Linked DNA regions of Sus scrofa: region 1 is linked to region 2. The links are chromatin contacts, called in public Hi-C maps. All regions are on one chromosome and are shown on one strand. The core of a region is the stretch at or near the end of the contact, and the rest is flanking DNA. Distances in the headings are between cores, read along the strand shown.

Region 1 (6,955 bases), core at 955-3,454, 87 kb before region 2:
CTGGAATCCTCCCATGACCCTCCCACGACCCACCCAGGGTCTCCACTTCTCACTGTCCGCATCTTCCCGCCAGCTCTGCTGCATCGCGTACTCCTGCTCCAGGGTCAGCGGCTCAGACGCTGTCAAACGCTGCAGCTCCTCTGATTTCATCCACTCATGGTACCTGCAGGGACGGAGGGATGGCCTTTGGCATGCAGGCCTTCTCCAGAAGCACGATCTGACACTTGATGAGATGAAGAAACAGATGGTCGAGAGGTGAACCCCACAGGGCCAACAGAGGGCTCAGAGCCAAGAAAGGGTTAAAACTGCTCCTATAGCAGAAGTCCACGGGCACGAGAATGAGAGGCAGGCTACGCCCAAAGAGAATAGCAGGAGCCAGTTCCTTCTGTCCAGCTTCCTCTCCTGTCTCAGAGGTCAATACGGGGGAGCAGTCTGGAGCTAAACATTCCTCAGATTCCTGAGGGGAAAGAGTGGCAAGGTGAACTCCGCAAAGAAGGCTGGACCGACCTCCACAAGGGTGGGCAATGGGACTCCCCAAAAGGAAAACTACAAGTAAAAATACCCGCCTACAGCACCAACCTCCTCATCCACCAGACATCTGCCAACAAGCCCCAGAGTCCCACCCTGCAACTCAGTCCCGGCCTTTCAAACAGCAGACATCACACCAACCCATCGGCTCAGGTTTATGACACACTAACATTTAGTCTCTAAGAATCGAGCCCAGTCACTGGCCAGAGGAACGGTACTCATTGATAAATAACTACACGAGAAAATAATACCTTTTTTTCCTTGCACACATTTGGTTTACATACAATTATTCCTGGCCAAAAGGCCAAGAAGGAAGCTGAGGGGGTGAAAGGAGGAAACAGGGGGATGGGTGACTTTGGTTTTCACTTTTTTCCTGTAACTACTTCTCACATCAATGTTTCTCCCTCTTAGAGAAAACAACCCCTGAGAACTGGGCTAAGGCAGGCTGACCTCCTCGCTGTACCTTGGACAGCTGGCCTGTGCCCAGTGTCAGGTGAATGATTACCTAGGCACATGCTCCGGGGTGTAGGGTACCAGCACCACCTTCTTTCCCAGAAGCAAGGTGTTCTGATTTAACCTCATGGTAGCAGCCTGTGGGGGGGAGGGCAAAGATTTCAGGACCCTGAGTTTCCTTCCACTTAGAGTAGGCGGGAGCCCCAGTTCTTAATTCACTAAATGCCTCCTGAGGCTAAGTTATTAGAAGAACCTCCATCTTTCTTTCTTCCTTTTTTTTTTTTTTTTTTTTTTTTTCCCCTTTTTAGGGCCGCACCTGCAGCATATGGAAGTTCCCAGGCTAGGTGCTGAATCCAAGCTGCAGCTGCCGGCCTACACCACAGCCACAACCAAAACAACGCAGGATCCGAGTCGCATCCACAGTTCAGGGCAACTCCAGATCCTTAACCCACTGAGCCAGGCCAGGAATGGAACCCGCAACTTCACGGATAGCAGTTGGGTTTGTTACCGCTGAGCCACAACGGGAACTCTCCGTCTTTCTTTCCAAACATTTCAGAGGACACGACTCCCCTTGCAAGAAGGGGAACCAAGCTGGTTAAAGATAATTAAACAATCCTGGGCTCGCATGCCAAGGCGCCAAGCATGGGCTGCCTTTTCTGCCCATCCTTTCCACCCCATCTCCCAGAACGTCCATGCCTCACACCTTAACAGCAAGACTTGTCAACAAAATTCCCCTTGCTTGCCCCAGTCTTGAGACTCCACCCAGAATCAATTTCCAGCCCTGTCTTAAACCTATTTCCCAGCGACCACCCCACTAGGCTCCCGCCCTCCCTCTTCCTGCCCCCCAAGCCGTCTGGGCCTCCCCGGCCGCGCTAGGGTGAGACAGGCCCAAGGCCTCAGTCCCTTCCCCTTTGTGAGGAGTTATAGGCTCCTCTTCTCGAACTCCCGCAACCACTGAAGCCCCGGGACGACCAAGTTCACACCCACTCCTCGTAAGAAGAATGAGTCCCCAACAGGCGTCAAACGCCTCTTCCACCCAGCCCCGCTTTCCTACCTGGCTGACGGCCTTTCCTCCCGCATGCGCGTAGCACCGCACCCCGCCCTCTTCCGCCACGCAGACGGCAGCCGCCGGGGCCCAATCCCGGTCCCGCCTCCGCGAGGAGTCCAATCAGCGCTGCGCGCCTCGCCCAATCAGCGCCGCGCGCCCCGCCCGAGGCGCGCGCAGAAAAGGTGGGCTCCCGGCGCGGGCGCATGCGCGCTGCAGGCGCTGGTGCGGGACAGCTGGCGCCGGCAGCAACCCAGGGGCTGGAGGCGGTGGCCGCGGCGGCTCGGAGCAAGCTGCGCTGCAGGTGTCGGGCCGGCCGGAGGGTGGGATGGACTGGGGTCGTGCCGGACTCGAGGCTTCTCTAGGAGGGGGGAGAAAATGGGGGAGAGGATCGGAGGAGGGCTCTTGAGAAGACGGGCAGTGCGGGGAGCCCTAAGGCAGGTCGGGGGACGTGGAGTGGAGGCCTCGTTAAGAAGGAGAGGCTTTGGGGCAAGAGTTGGGTTGTCGGCGACCTAAGAAAACCTCCAACTCTTTGCCCTAGGCGGAGGAGGCAGACAGTCACTAGCTGCCCTGGGTGGTAGTGAGCTCGCTGTTCCGGCATCAAATGGGGTTATCCAGAGTGTGTAAAGGGGACCCTTGTAGTGGGTGAGACTTAGTGGCTTCTGAAGCGTCCTAAATCACTTGGAGTCTGAGCGGCTTGGAATACATTCATGCCTGCACAGCAAGGAGAAATTTAGAAGAAACTACTCAGCAAGGAGAAAGTTAAAAGAAACCACTCAGTCATCATACAGGGAGACCCTTCCCTCCGGGCTGTCTTGTGACAGATATCGAGGCTGTAAATGTCTGATTAAACGATGGGAAGGGAGCGGCTCTGCAGACATCCCCCCACCCGCATTTAGGTCCATCAGAAAGTTGAAGCCTGCTCTTTTCTTAGGGAGCCGCAGCAGCCGCCGCCACCACCGCCACCATCACCGCCACCACCACCACCGCACAGAGGGGAGCTTGGCTACCGAGGGACCCTTCTTCACCTTTGGAAATGGCGGGTGAAATCACCGAGACCGGAGAGCTCTATTCTCCCTACGTGAGTTTTACTTTGGGAGCCTGTCTTGCCTACATCGGTGCCTCTGGCTTCTAGAGAAGCACGCTGCTTCCTGTGGACTGTAATTGTGAGCCCAGCGCTTTCAGAGCTGGAGTCTGGGGACCCCATCCAGCAGTAGCCACGGTGACCATATTGTGAGAGGCAGGTTTGGTCCCTGTTTGAGTGTCCATCAGAGAGTGGTCAAGAAAACCAAACTGCCTCTTGCTAGCTCTTTATGGTATTTATCTCAGGACTGCCACCATTTTCAGCCCATGCGGCCAGTTCCTATGGACAGTGGCTGTTGGCCGTCGACTCTGGGTTTTGCTCATCTTAGCAGTCTGCAACCACTATGGTTCTTAGCTGAATTTTAAGTTGCACAACTTTTATAGTCTTGGATGGCGTAAGAGGCAGAGAAAGCTCACAGAGACCTCCAATGCAGTTTGGTGCAGTCTGTAATTAGAACAATTAGAATGATTGATTTCTCCCTCTCTTGGGTCTGTGTTACCCCTCGCACACACACGTTCAGTTTATCTTCTTTGTGTAGTAGAAGATTGGTCACGATTACATCACGGATAAGTAGCAGGAAGACTGGAATAATCGAATGATTGATTCCTGTTGCTGCCAAGGATCCCAAGGAAAGGCAGCACTGCCTTAAGCAGCCAGAGTCCTCCTTCTAGAAAGTGCCCAACCTGAAACAGCTGCCCTGCTTTGCACTTACCTTTCTGGCCTGGGGATCCCTGATCTGTTTCTGCTAGCCAGCCTCACAGACTCCAGAGCTGTGGGGTGACAGCTAAGGAGACATGGCTGAGAACAGCAGGTCCAAACTCTTCCTCCCACTAGGTCTTCCGGCTGGATCTGTGCCTTGCCTGTGTAGCACCAGGGGCACCTCCTCCATCTCTGTAATTTATGAGGGAAGTCTGTCTTGAACCTGGAAATGAGCGGACTCGTGTCCCTCTCATGTCATGTGTGGGATTGTGTAACAGCTCACAGCCTCCTTGGGATCAGTAAGGACATGTCCATAGAAATCACCCAGGTTCCTGCTTCATCTTACAACAGCTGTAAGCCTAGCGGCGAGGAGATGAGTTATTTCTATAACTGGGTGTTAAGAAGGAAAGTCTCTGACGGGCCTACTTTTCTTGTGCCTCCAGCTGTTCGGTAATCATTTCATTTGTCAGCATGTGCCCACAGGAAATGGGGCAGTGAGACCTAAACGCCTCAGTGGGTTCTGCTTTTTTTTTTTTCTTTGCCTCTTTTTTCCCCCCATGTGGGGGGTCAAATTGGAGCTGTAGCTGCCAGCCTATGCTACAGCCCAGCAACTTGGGATCCGAGCTGCGTTTGTGACCTGCACCACAGCTCATGGCAACGCCAGATCCTTAACCCACGGAGTGAGGCCAGGGATTGAACCCAAGTCCTCATGGATACTAGTCGAAGTTCGTTAACTGCTGTGCCACGACGGGAACTCCAGTGGGTTCCGCTCTTTAAACACTTTTTCTCTCCAGTTCCTATGCGTTGGGTTTTGTTGAAGATCTGTGCTCAAGGGCCTACCCTGGGCATGGCCGTGACTCCACGCCCACTCTCTTATCGTATCCTGCCAGTGAAGAGAGAAGTGAGGGGACAACCGGGGGTGCTGAGGATGAGTTTAAGAGCAGAGAACACGCCCTCTACCTGAGATTTCTTTAACTCTGCCATCGAGGGAGAGTGGGTCTTGGCCCCAAGTGAGACCAGGGATGGGGGAGGCATGAGGTGCACCATCTGTTGACCCTGGAGAGGCAGCGGGTGGGCCTTGCCTGCAGATGCTGCTTTGAGTTGCCCTGCTTAGCACCATGTGGGCGGAGCCCGCTCCAGGAGACTAAGACCCTGAGCAGTGCATCCGCCTATGACCTGGTCTCTGCTGGCCCAGGGTCTCTCCCTGCCTCTGCGTTGCCCTGTCCTGAGTTCTCTTCCACTCAGGGTCGGGGCGTTTGCCTTAGCCTGCATGATCCCGCGGAAACTCTTTGTAACAAGCAGACGAGCCCGCAAGGGCCTCGGATGATCAACCCTCTCAACAGTAGTGCTGGACATGCGTGGCTCAGGCCCGTAGCACCCCCATAAGTGGTCTTAGAACAGGTGTGTCTCTTTCCCCATTTCTGGGGACCACAAGTGGCTCAGGCCTGAAGGGGTCGTGTGATGCAAATAGAGGAAGTAGGGGTCACCGCTTACAAGAGGGCAGCCGCTGAGGCCGCCTCCTGCCAGACGTCTTGCCTAAGATCATTGCCGTTGCTTTCGAAGGAAAGAGCGCTTGTTTGATAGCCTGAAAGCCTCCTTGTTGCTTCTGCGTCTCTGCTGCCCTGCTTCCTTTGACAGCTGTCGTTGGGGAAGCTGTTGAAAGGTGCCTGTGACCCCTGCCTCGTGCACACGTGTGGGCGAGGCCGCTGGGGTCCTGCCCTGAACCTCCTAGGGCTTGCGGCTGGGGCACGTCAGCCAGCCCAAGGGATAGGACTGTGCCTTCTCAGCAGAGAACCAGAGGAAGCTCGGTTTGCATTGAAACCGCAGCCTCCCAGGAGGCTGGCTGTGCTGAGCGTCACCCGACTGGCAGAAGAGATCATCTCCCCGCTCCTGCCCCGAAACTGCCTCCCTCCCCACCCCCTGCCGCCGCCTGTGGCTCAGCTCGGGTTTGCTTCCTGCCTCCTGCTCTGCTCCTTGAGATTAGTCCTTACCGATCACTTTTACTGGCGGTAAAGAGGCTTGAACTCTGGCCAGGAAGGTGGAAAAGCCACACAGGGCTCCCCGCAGCCCTGCCAGGCCCAGAGTGCTGGCTTCAGAAGGAAAAAACAGCAACAACCCAAGACAAATGGGATCACCCCTTTCTGCTCCTAACTGCCACAGTTGGTCCCCAATTAACTTCTCTGTCAAGTTCTTGCAGGGTCTTTTTTTACTGAGATTTACTTGAACTTTCCGTTGGGAGTGTGTTTATTTCATTGTGTCTTTATCAGCAGTGGTTCTCAGCTGGTGGCACTCCTGCCTCCCAGGGGACATCTGGCAATGTTCGGAGATGTTTTTAAATTTTTTTTTCCATTTTATTATTATTATTTTTTAATAGTTATTTCCCCAATACAATTTTTTTTCCTACTGTACAGCCTGGTGACCCAGTTACACATACATGTACACATTCTGTTTTCTCATATTATCATGCTCCATCATAAGTGACTAGACACAGTTCCCAGGGCTACACAGCAGGATCTCATTGCTAATCCATTCCAAAGGCAATAGTTTGTATCTATGAACTCCAAGCTCCCCAGCCACCCTCTTCCTCCTCCTCCCCCTTGGCAACCACAAGTCTCTTCTCCAAGTCCATGATTTTCTTTTCTGTGGAAAGGTTCATTTGTGCTGTATATTAGATTCCAGATAGAAGTGATATCATATGGTATTTGTCTTTTTCTCTCTGACTTATTTCACTCAGTATGAGTCTCTAGTTCCGTTCATGCTGCTGCAAATGGCATTATTTCATTCTTGTCTGGAGACATTTTGACCGTCACAACACGGGGGAGTCCGGGGGGCAGGCTTCCAGTGGGTGGAGGCCAGAGAGGCTGCTAAACATCCTGCAATTCACAGAACAGGCCCCCCAACCAATCTCAAAAGTCAGCAGTGCTCGGACTGAGAAGCCCTGCTTGACAACATGACCTTTGACTTTTGTTTGTTTGTTTGTTTGTTTTAGGGCCACATCTGTGGCATATGGAGGTTCCCAGGCTAGAGGTTGAATCAGAGCTGTAGCTGCTGGCCTACACCACAGCCACAGCAACGCAGGATCCTTAATCCATTGAGCAAGGCCAAGGATTGAACCTGCATCCTCATGGATGCTGGTCAGATTCGTT
Region 2 (7,433 bases), core at 1,464-3,963:
GGCCAAGCCTGTGCCTGGAGCACGTCAATGTCCAGCGATTGATTACTGGACAGCCCAGCGTGGAGCTTAATAGCAGCTTTGCAAGTTGTCTTGAGGATGGGGTAAGATGCGATATAGACAGGGCCTGACTCAGCTCAGTGCCAGTGTCCCAAATGTTCCCGCTGTGGAGTGCAGCTGGCAGCTTGGAGCTCCCAGTGTGGGCCAGGACCAGCTTGTACCTGGCCTCTGGGCCCTTCCCCCAGCACCTCCCACAGGGCAAGTACGGGGACTGAGAATCCTGTCCGGAAGGCCCACTCCCCTCGGTCACCATATTTCCAGGTGTAACTCACAGAATGCCGCTTACACGAAGCCCTCCAGGGCCTCCCCAGCCACCCCCAGGGAGACTCTCGGTCTCCATCCCAGAGCCCGGGGCTGTCCTACCATGTGGCAGTCAGCCCCTGGATGACTCCCCACACGTGGAAGGGCCTCTCCAGAGCCCTCGGCCTCCTTTAGAGCAACTCAAAGACACCTTCTCCAGAAACACTTTCTGACAGACGCCACCCAACTGGGCTCGCGCTGGTCACCTCATCGTAATTAGCTCTTTCACCTGTGCTGCATGGAAGGCGTTCTTAGGTCACATTTCAGTCGGGTGACCAACTCATCCTGGCTTCCCCAAGACCCTCCTAGTTTTAGCACTGAAAGCCTCAGGTCCTGGGCAAACTGGGGAGGTTGCCCACCCTGCTTTTTAGGTTCTCTGTGTGTGTGTGATTAATAAATTCATCTTTCCCCCCACCTCTCCAGAGCAAGGCCATTGTCCTATGTCTTAGTCAGCTTCGGTCTCCCTCCCCCTCCCTCCCCCCACCCAACCCATGATTTTCCCTCCCTCCCCCCACCAAGGTCTGCGCAAATCTCAAGGATAACCAGCAGCCTTGGGACCCTGCCTGCCAATACCATAACCTTGAGAGCCTGGCCATGGGGTGCAGGAAAGGGGAGGAATGGGGGTGGAGAGCAGCTGAAAGACTAGCAGCACGGGGAGGCCTGGAGCTATTGCTGCGGAGAGCACGGGGAGGTACCTGAAGTTACAGAAAGCCTGAGAAGAGGGGATGGCCTGGAGATGCAGGATGTTGGGGATGGTGGAGGCAGAGGAGGAAGACGGGAAGACATGGGGAGGACAAAGTCATCAAGCAGGTCTGCATAAGCTCCCTGGAGGACGTGACCAAGAAAGAAGAGCCCACCATCTGCCTCGGACCACTGGCCATCACCATGAGGCAAACTCACTTCTCTCACAGCTGAGAACCTATGGGGAGCCGCAAATGTAGGTGACAAAGCATATAGGGAGTGTCCCTTCTTTTTCTTTTGCTTTTTAGGGCCTCACCCGAGGCATATGGAAGTTCCCAGGCTAGGGGGTGGAACTGGAACCACAGTTGCCGGCCTACAACAAAGCCATAGCAATTCAGGATCTGAGCTGCGTCTGCGACCTACACTACAGCTCACAGCAACGCTGGATCCTTAACCCACTGAGCAAGGCTGGGAATCGGACCCACATCCTCATGGATACAAGTCAGATTCATTTCCGCTGCGCCACAACAGGAACTCCAGGTAGTGTTCCATCTAGATGGGCTTGGGGTCCCTTCCCCATCAGGGATCCAGGAGGGCTTTTAAAACCCAAAAGGGTGGAGTTTGCCCTTAGGACTGGAGCAGCAGGTGAATATGGTAAAGGGAAGCAGGAGGAAGAGGCTTACCTTTAGCAGGTGTTGGGCCGTGTAAAAGCCAGCTGGGCCACTGCCCACCACACAGATCTGGGGGGTCTGCTCCTGTGTGGAGAACTGCTGGCGGAAGCCTAGGGCAGGGGGACAGAAGAGGAAGGTCACATCAAGGCTCCCTCCCCCATCTCAAGCCAACTTGAGTGTCAAACAGAAGACGGAGCTTCCCAGGCTTTACCCTCATCTACGTCCTCCTCCTTTTCCTCAGAGCTTTGGAGTTTGCAGGGTCCCTTACTTCTTCTGAAACCCCAAGGGCTGTGTCTCCATCCAGAGCTCCCATCTCACCCATGAACTTCCTATGCTTCGGAAGTTGCCACTCAACAATCCCTATCACCCCCGAAGCTGCCCTGTGCAGTACTTCTTAATTTTTCTTACCGGGTCCTTACCGACCCAGCAAGAATATACATTTTTCCAAAGACCCCATATCATCCCAATCTCACCCCTGTGGATCGCCCCACAATGCCTCATTTTACTTTTTCTAACCCCCCTCTCTCCACAGAGCCCTACATTGTAGCCCATAAAGACTCCTGTTTCGCCTCAGACTTCCCTCTTGCCCCACAGAACTCCATGTCACCCTCATCCACTCTTTCTCACACTTGTGAACATCATGGGCTCCCCTTCTCGCCGTCGCTGACCACTGTCTCACCTCAGGAGCCTCTTCTTTCACCACACAGGCCGCCATGTGCCCCCGCACACCACCCGCATCTCGTCTGCACGAGTGCACCCCTCCAGTCTCGCCCCGGATCCCCTCTCTCCCCTCTCCAGCTCTGCCCCAGCTCGGCTCCGACCGCTATACTTAGCGCTCGTAGGCCTCCCCGCTCTCCCATCCAGCTCTAAAGGTGCCCTGTTCCTACTCTGTGTGCTCCCGGAAGGAGGCGGCCGGGTCCGAGGCCACGCCGACCAGTGCCACCAGCGCCAGCAGCGCAGAGCCATTCCTGAGAAGAGTAACCAGCTTGCAGATCCGATCGCTCTGACCGCCCTGCGCCCCGCGCAGGTTGCGGCCCCTCCCTCGCCCTTCTCCTGACCCCGCCCACAAGCGCGGGCCCGCCCCAAGCCCCGCCTCCCCCTCTCGAGGAAAGCTTAGTGTGGCCGCTCCACCCCAACTCCTGAAAGAATCCCGCCCCCCCAGTCCACCCACTCCGCTAAAGGTCCGCCCCCCAGGACTTCCGGGCTGCAGGTGACTTAATAAATTTTTCCCCAATCTTCACGGTCTCTCCAATTATCTGGAGCTAGAGTTGGAGGAGAGCAAATCCCCATTGCTGTTTCAACTCCTCCTGAAAGAGAGAGCCAATTAGAAAGGAGCTTACTTTACTCAGCCACTCCCTCTGGATGCTCTCTCGTCGCTCGCTGATGACGCTAGGCACCGTTCCTATTTGATGGTTTACCCCGGCTCTTTTTTTGTTCTAGCCAATCACAAGCCGGGTTCTAGCGAGACTCCTCGCCCATTGGGTAATAACTACGGAGTCCGAGAGTCTGAGAAAAAGGATCTCCTGCCGAGACTTTAGCTACTGCTTTCTCCGACGGTGGGCGTTATTACAGGTGTGACCCGGAAAAAGGCTGTCCAGGTCCAGACTAGGAGAATTTTAAACCTTGGAGATCTTGTTGCTTAACCCTCTTCCCTTTCACATAGGTGAGGGAACAGAGGAAGACGGTCTTACCCAAGTGTCTGTACTAAGACATAGGCAGTCTCCCACCCTTGTCCAACAGACTAGAGTAGGGTGAGGTGAATGAGGCACTGGCCTTCCGAGCAAAATATACGGGGCGCCAAAAACCTCGTAATCAAGTTAATAATATTGTAATGCAGTATCTCAAAAGATCAAAGATAAGGCAAAAATCCGTGTGTGTGTGTGTGTGTGTGTGTGTTTTAGGGCCCCGCCCGCGGCATATGGAAGTTCTTAGGCTAGGGGTCAAATCGTAGCTTCAGTTGCCGGCCTACGCCACAGCCACAGCAATGCCAGATCCGAGCCACATCTGTAACCTACACCGCAGCTTGTGGCAATGCCAGATCCTTAACTCCCTGTGGCCGGGCTGAAATCGAACCTGTGTCCCAGCGCTCCTAAGACGCCACCGATGCCGTTTTGTCACAATGGGAGGGTACACTGTTTTGTTTTAATTATCTTTTTAATTCAAGTGTCGATTGAAAGGAAAATGCACGTGTCTAACGTTGTGAGTTAAGATTTATTTGGGGGGAGTTCCCGTCGTGGCGCAGTGGTTAACGAATCCGACTAGGAACCATGAGGTTGCGGGTTCGGTCCCTGCCCTTGCTCAGTGGGTTAACGATCCGGCGTTGCTGCGAGCTGTGGTGTAGGTTGCAGATGCGGCTCGGATCCCGCGTTGCTGTGGCTCTGGCGTAGGCCGGTGGCTACAGCTCCGATTCGACCCCTAGCCTGGGAACCTCCATATGCCGCGGAAGCAGCCCAAGGAAATAGCAAAAAGACAAAAAAAAAAAAAGATTTATTTGGGTACTTTACCTGAGGACCTTAGCCCAGGAGAGGCCTCTCAGATTACTCTGAGAAACTGCTCAAAAAAGGTAGGAGAGGAGCCCAGGATATATATGATTTTTTTTTCCCTGGGAAAAACAGGTAGTCAAAGCATAAAAAGATTACTGCTAATCATAAAGAATGAACAACTTGAGCGAATGGTTTTGGTGCTTTTCCTTGTATGGGAAGATGCAAGAATCTGGGGTCACTGAGATTTTTCCTTAGATATGTAATTTTATCTAGGGCCAGTATATCCAAAGCACAGAATGCTTCCTGGTTTTCCTCATCCTGAATTCCCCCCAGGGAGCATTGTCCTTGAGTGACTGCAGTGGCTAATGGCTTGATCCTTGTAGAACTGGCTTGATCCTTGTAGAACTGGAATAGCAGCATCATTTTTCTTGTTACAAAGTATAGTGAACATAAGCCCTGCACAAGTCATGTGTACTGTCTGCTGAAGCATCACAAGATGTAACCATGTAACCACCACTCAGATCAAGGAGTAGAACATGGTTAACAAACCCCGGGAGCTCCTCATGTCCCTTTTAGTCACTCCCCCTCCCTAGACCTGCGAAATAAACACTGCTCTGACTCTTAGTAAGTCATTGTGTTTTGGGCTTGTCCTGCTAGACCAGGAGTAGGCAAACTATGGCTTACAGGCCAAATCTTGTCCACCACCTGTTTCCGCACAACCCACAAGCTCAACATTTTTACATTCTTAAATGGTTTTTAATCATTGTAGGAGTTACCTGGTGGCTCAGTGGGTTAAGGACCTGGCACTGCCACTGATGTTGCTCTGGTTACTGCTGTGGCATGGGTTCGATCCCTGGCCAAAAAACTTCTAAATGCTGTGGGCATAGCCAAAAAAAATAAATAAATAAAAAAAATAAAAAACACTGTAAAAAGTAATATTCTGTGACATGTGAAAATTATGTAAAATAAAAAAAATTATTGGAACACAGTGATGTTCATTTCTTTACATATTAGCCCTGGCTGTTTTCCTGCATTGATGACACAGTTGAGTAGTTGCGACAGAGACCATGCCATCCACAAAGCCCGTAATATTTACCATCTGCCTTTTACTGAAAAAGGTTGTCAACTCCTGCAACAGAGGGTAAGCTCCAGAAAACTGGGACCCAGTCTCATTCACTCTTATATCCCCGAGATTTGCACAGTGCCTGGCACATAATAAATGTTTATAAAGAGTTTGTCTCAATGATCCATTTACTATCCTCTCATGTGGGAGGAAGAGAAGGAGATTCAGGATCAGACACCCCAAAAAGCCCTGTGGGGTTCCCTACCCAGAGGTGGGATGTCTGATGGTTAAGATCAGGGATTCTGGAGTCAGACACACCAGGTTCGAATCTCTCTTCCTCCACTCACTAACTATATGACACTGATAGCTTCATCTCCCTGAGGCTTATTTTTGTAATATGCTTGTGAGGGAAAAATAGTACCTTCTTATAAAAATTAAAGTTAGATAGCAGAGGCAAAAATGTGCCATAAGGTCTGAATAGACATCAGCTATCATCAGCATCATCAAAATTTTCACTTCCAATATACCTCTGTAAATTAGACCTTAGGTCTCGGCAGAGCCCTAGAAGGACTTCATTCACTCCTGCCATCTCCCCTCATTTCTCAAGCCCCACACATTCCCAGCCCACATCCTCAGAAAATCAAGCCTCAAAGTGATGGACTGACTTGTTCCCGGGTGCCTGTGGTACAGTCAAGTCTGGTACCAGGGCCTCCAACCACGGCCCATTCCCCACTCAGCCCCAGGTCAATAACAGTGAGTCACTGGTCGTGTATTAGGATGGTTTTAATCATTAGCCAGGACTGTGCAATGGGGCCTTTTGTGACACTGCATTTTTCACCTGGAGAATCAGCAGTTTGATTAATCGCATTCCCAGACCTTAAGGCCATTTCTGAGTCACTAATGCATTTCAAAAGAGTAGCAATAACGTATAGCAAAGCAGTAGGCTTGAGAGGATGCCAAGTCCACCTCGTTCCAAGACAGCTGCTTGGATCCAAAACTCTGCTCTATCAGTCAGCCTCCCAGCAGGAAACAGATGGAAGGCTCAAAAGGGCTGTGAAGAGAGTTTAATGGAGGAATTTTGTGCAGAGGTGTAGCAGGATTAAGGGGATCTCGAAGCACCCCCAGGCTAGCAACAGGTGGAAGCCACTACAGCCCCCAACCCTGGGGAGCAGAAGAGGGAGCTGTTTGGGACACAGTGAGAGCTGTGGCTATAGAAAAGGGCGCCAGAGACAGGAGCTGTGTCTTTGGGAGAGGAAGGCAGGGTGGAGGAGAGGGAAGTGGATCTAGAGGGGCAAACGGCAGCTTGCTGTTTGCCATTAGAGCCACCTAAGGCCCCATTAGAGATGGGTCGTCCTACAGGACCAGGCTCAAGAGAGTGCCTTCACCTGCCGTCCGAGCCCTCCGCCCATCCTGTTTGGGCATTGAGCCTTCCCATCATCAGGGGTGGGCTGCTCATCACTGAAGAACAAGGTGATTATGTGCTCAGAACAGACTTGCACGTCCTCAACCAGAGATGATTTTTGCCCCCCAGGAGACATCTGGAAATGTCTGCAGACATTTTTGATTGTCACAACTTGGGCTCCGGGAACCTAGTGGATAGAAGCTAGTGACACTGCTAAACATCCTACAGTGCACAGGACAGGCTCTCCAGACAAAGAAGTATCTGGCCAAAATGCCATAATGCCAAGCTTTTTCTTTTCTTTTTTTTAGGGCTGCACCTGTGGCCTATGGAGAGTCCCAGGCTAGGGGTCGAATCTGAGCTACAGCTGCCGGCCTACACCACAGCCACAGCAACGCCAGATCCGAACTGCATCTGCAACCTACACCACAGCTCACGGCAACGCCAGATCCTTAACCCAGTGAGTGAGGCCAGGGATCGAACCTGCAACCTCATGGTTCCTAGTCGAATTCATTTCTGCTACGCCACAACAGAAACTCCATATAGTGCCAAGGTTTTAAACCAGCTGCTCTGGTCCCCCGTCTCTGTTTCTCCCTCAGCCTCCAGCCAGCACAGCCTCCAGCCCCCTCCCAAGTCTGCCCACTTTGGGCTGAATCTCAATGGTGTCCCTGGTTCTCGGCCTCTTCCTCTGGCTGGCATCAGTGGCTCCCTTATATTCCCACCTCGCTCCCAGGCTGCAGACCACCCTTTCACAGACACTTAGCCTTGACTTCCAGCTT

What was found. A called contact is a pair of places that touch in the nucleus more often than the background predicts.
Region 1: a contact with region 2 is called in a Hi-C map of liver, with 2.7 times the contacts expected there. The contact joins the promoter of TMEM104 here to the promoter of FDXR in region 2. A contact is called at or near these places in 5 of 5 promoter capture datasets (fetal liver, fetal skeletal muscle, liver and 1 more), 29 of 47 Hi-C or Micro-C datasets (alveolar macrophages, blood, brain and 14 more) and 2 of 2 datasets of contacts at active chromatin or transcription factors (alveolar macrophages and skeletal muscle).

The regions. Positions count from the first base shown.
Region 1 is chr12:6,454,828-6,461,782 of Sscrofa11.1, reverse strand. TMEM104 (transmembrane protein 104) reads left to right here and starts at 2,204. Exons shown (of 10, transcript XM_003131226.4): 1 at 2,204-2,330; 2 at 2,961-3,107. The coding sequence starts at 3,063. NAT9 (N-acetyltransferase 9 (putative)) reads right to left here and starts at 2,043. Exons shown (of 7, transcript NM_001195360.1): 1 at 2,036-2,043; 2 at 1,034-1,119; 3 at 54-163. The coding sequence starts at 1,110.
Region 2 is chr12:6,367,575-6,375,007 of Sscrofa11.1, reverse strand. It overlaps FDXR (ferredoxin reductase), which reads right to left and starts at 2,713. Exons shown (of 12, transcript NM_001244727.1): 1 at 2,597-2,713; 2 at 1,722-1,819. The coding sequence starts at 2,675. It also overlaps a transcript of FADS6 not described here.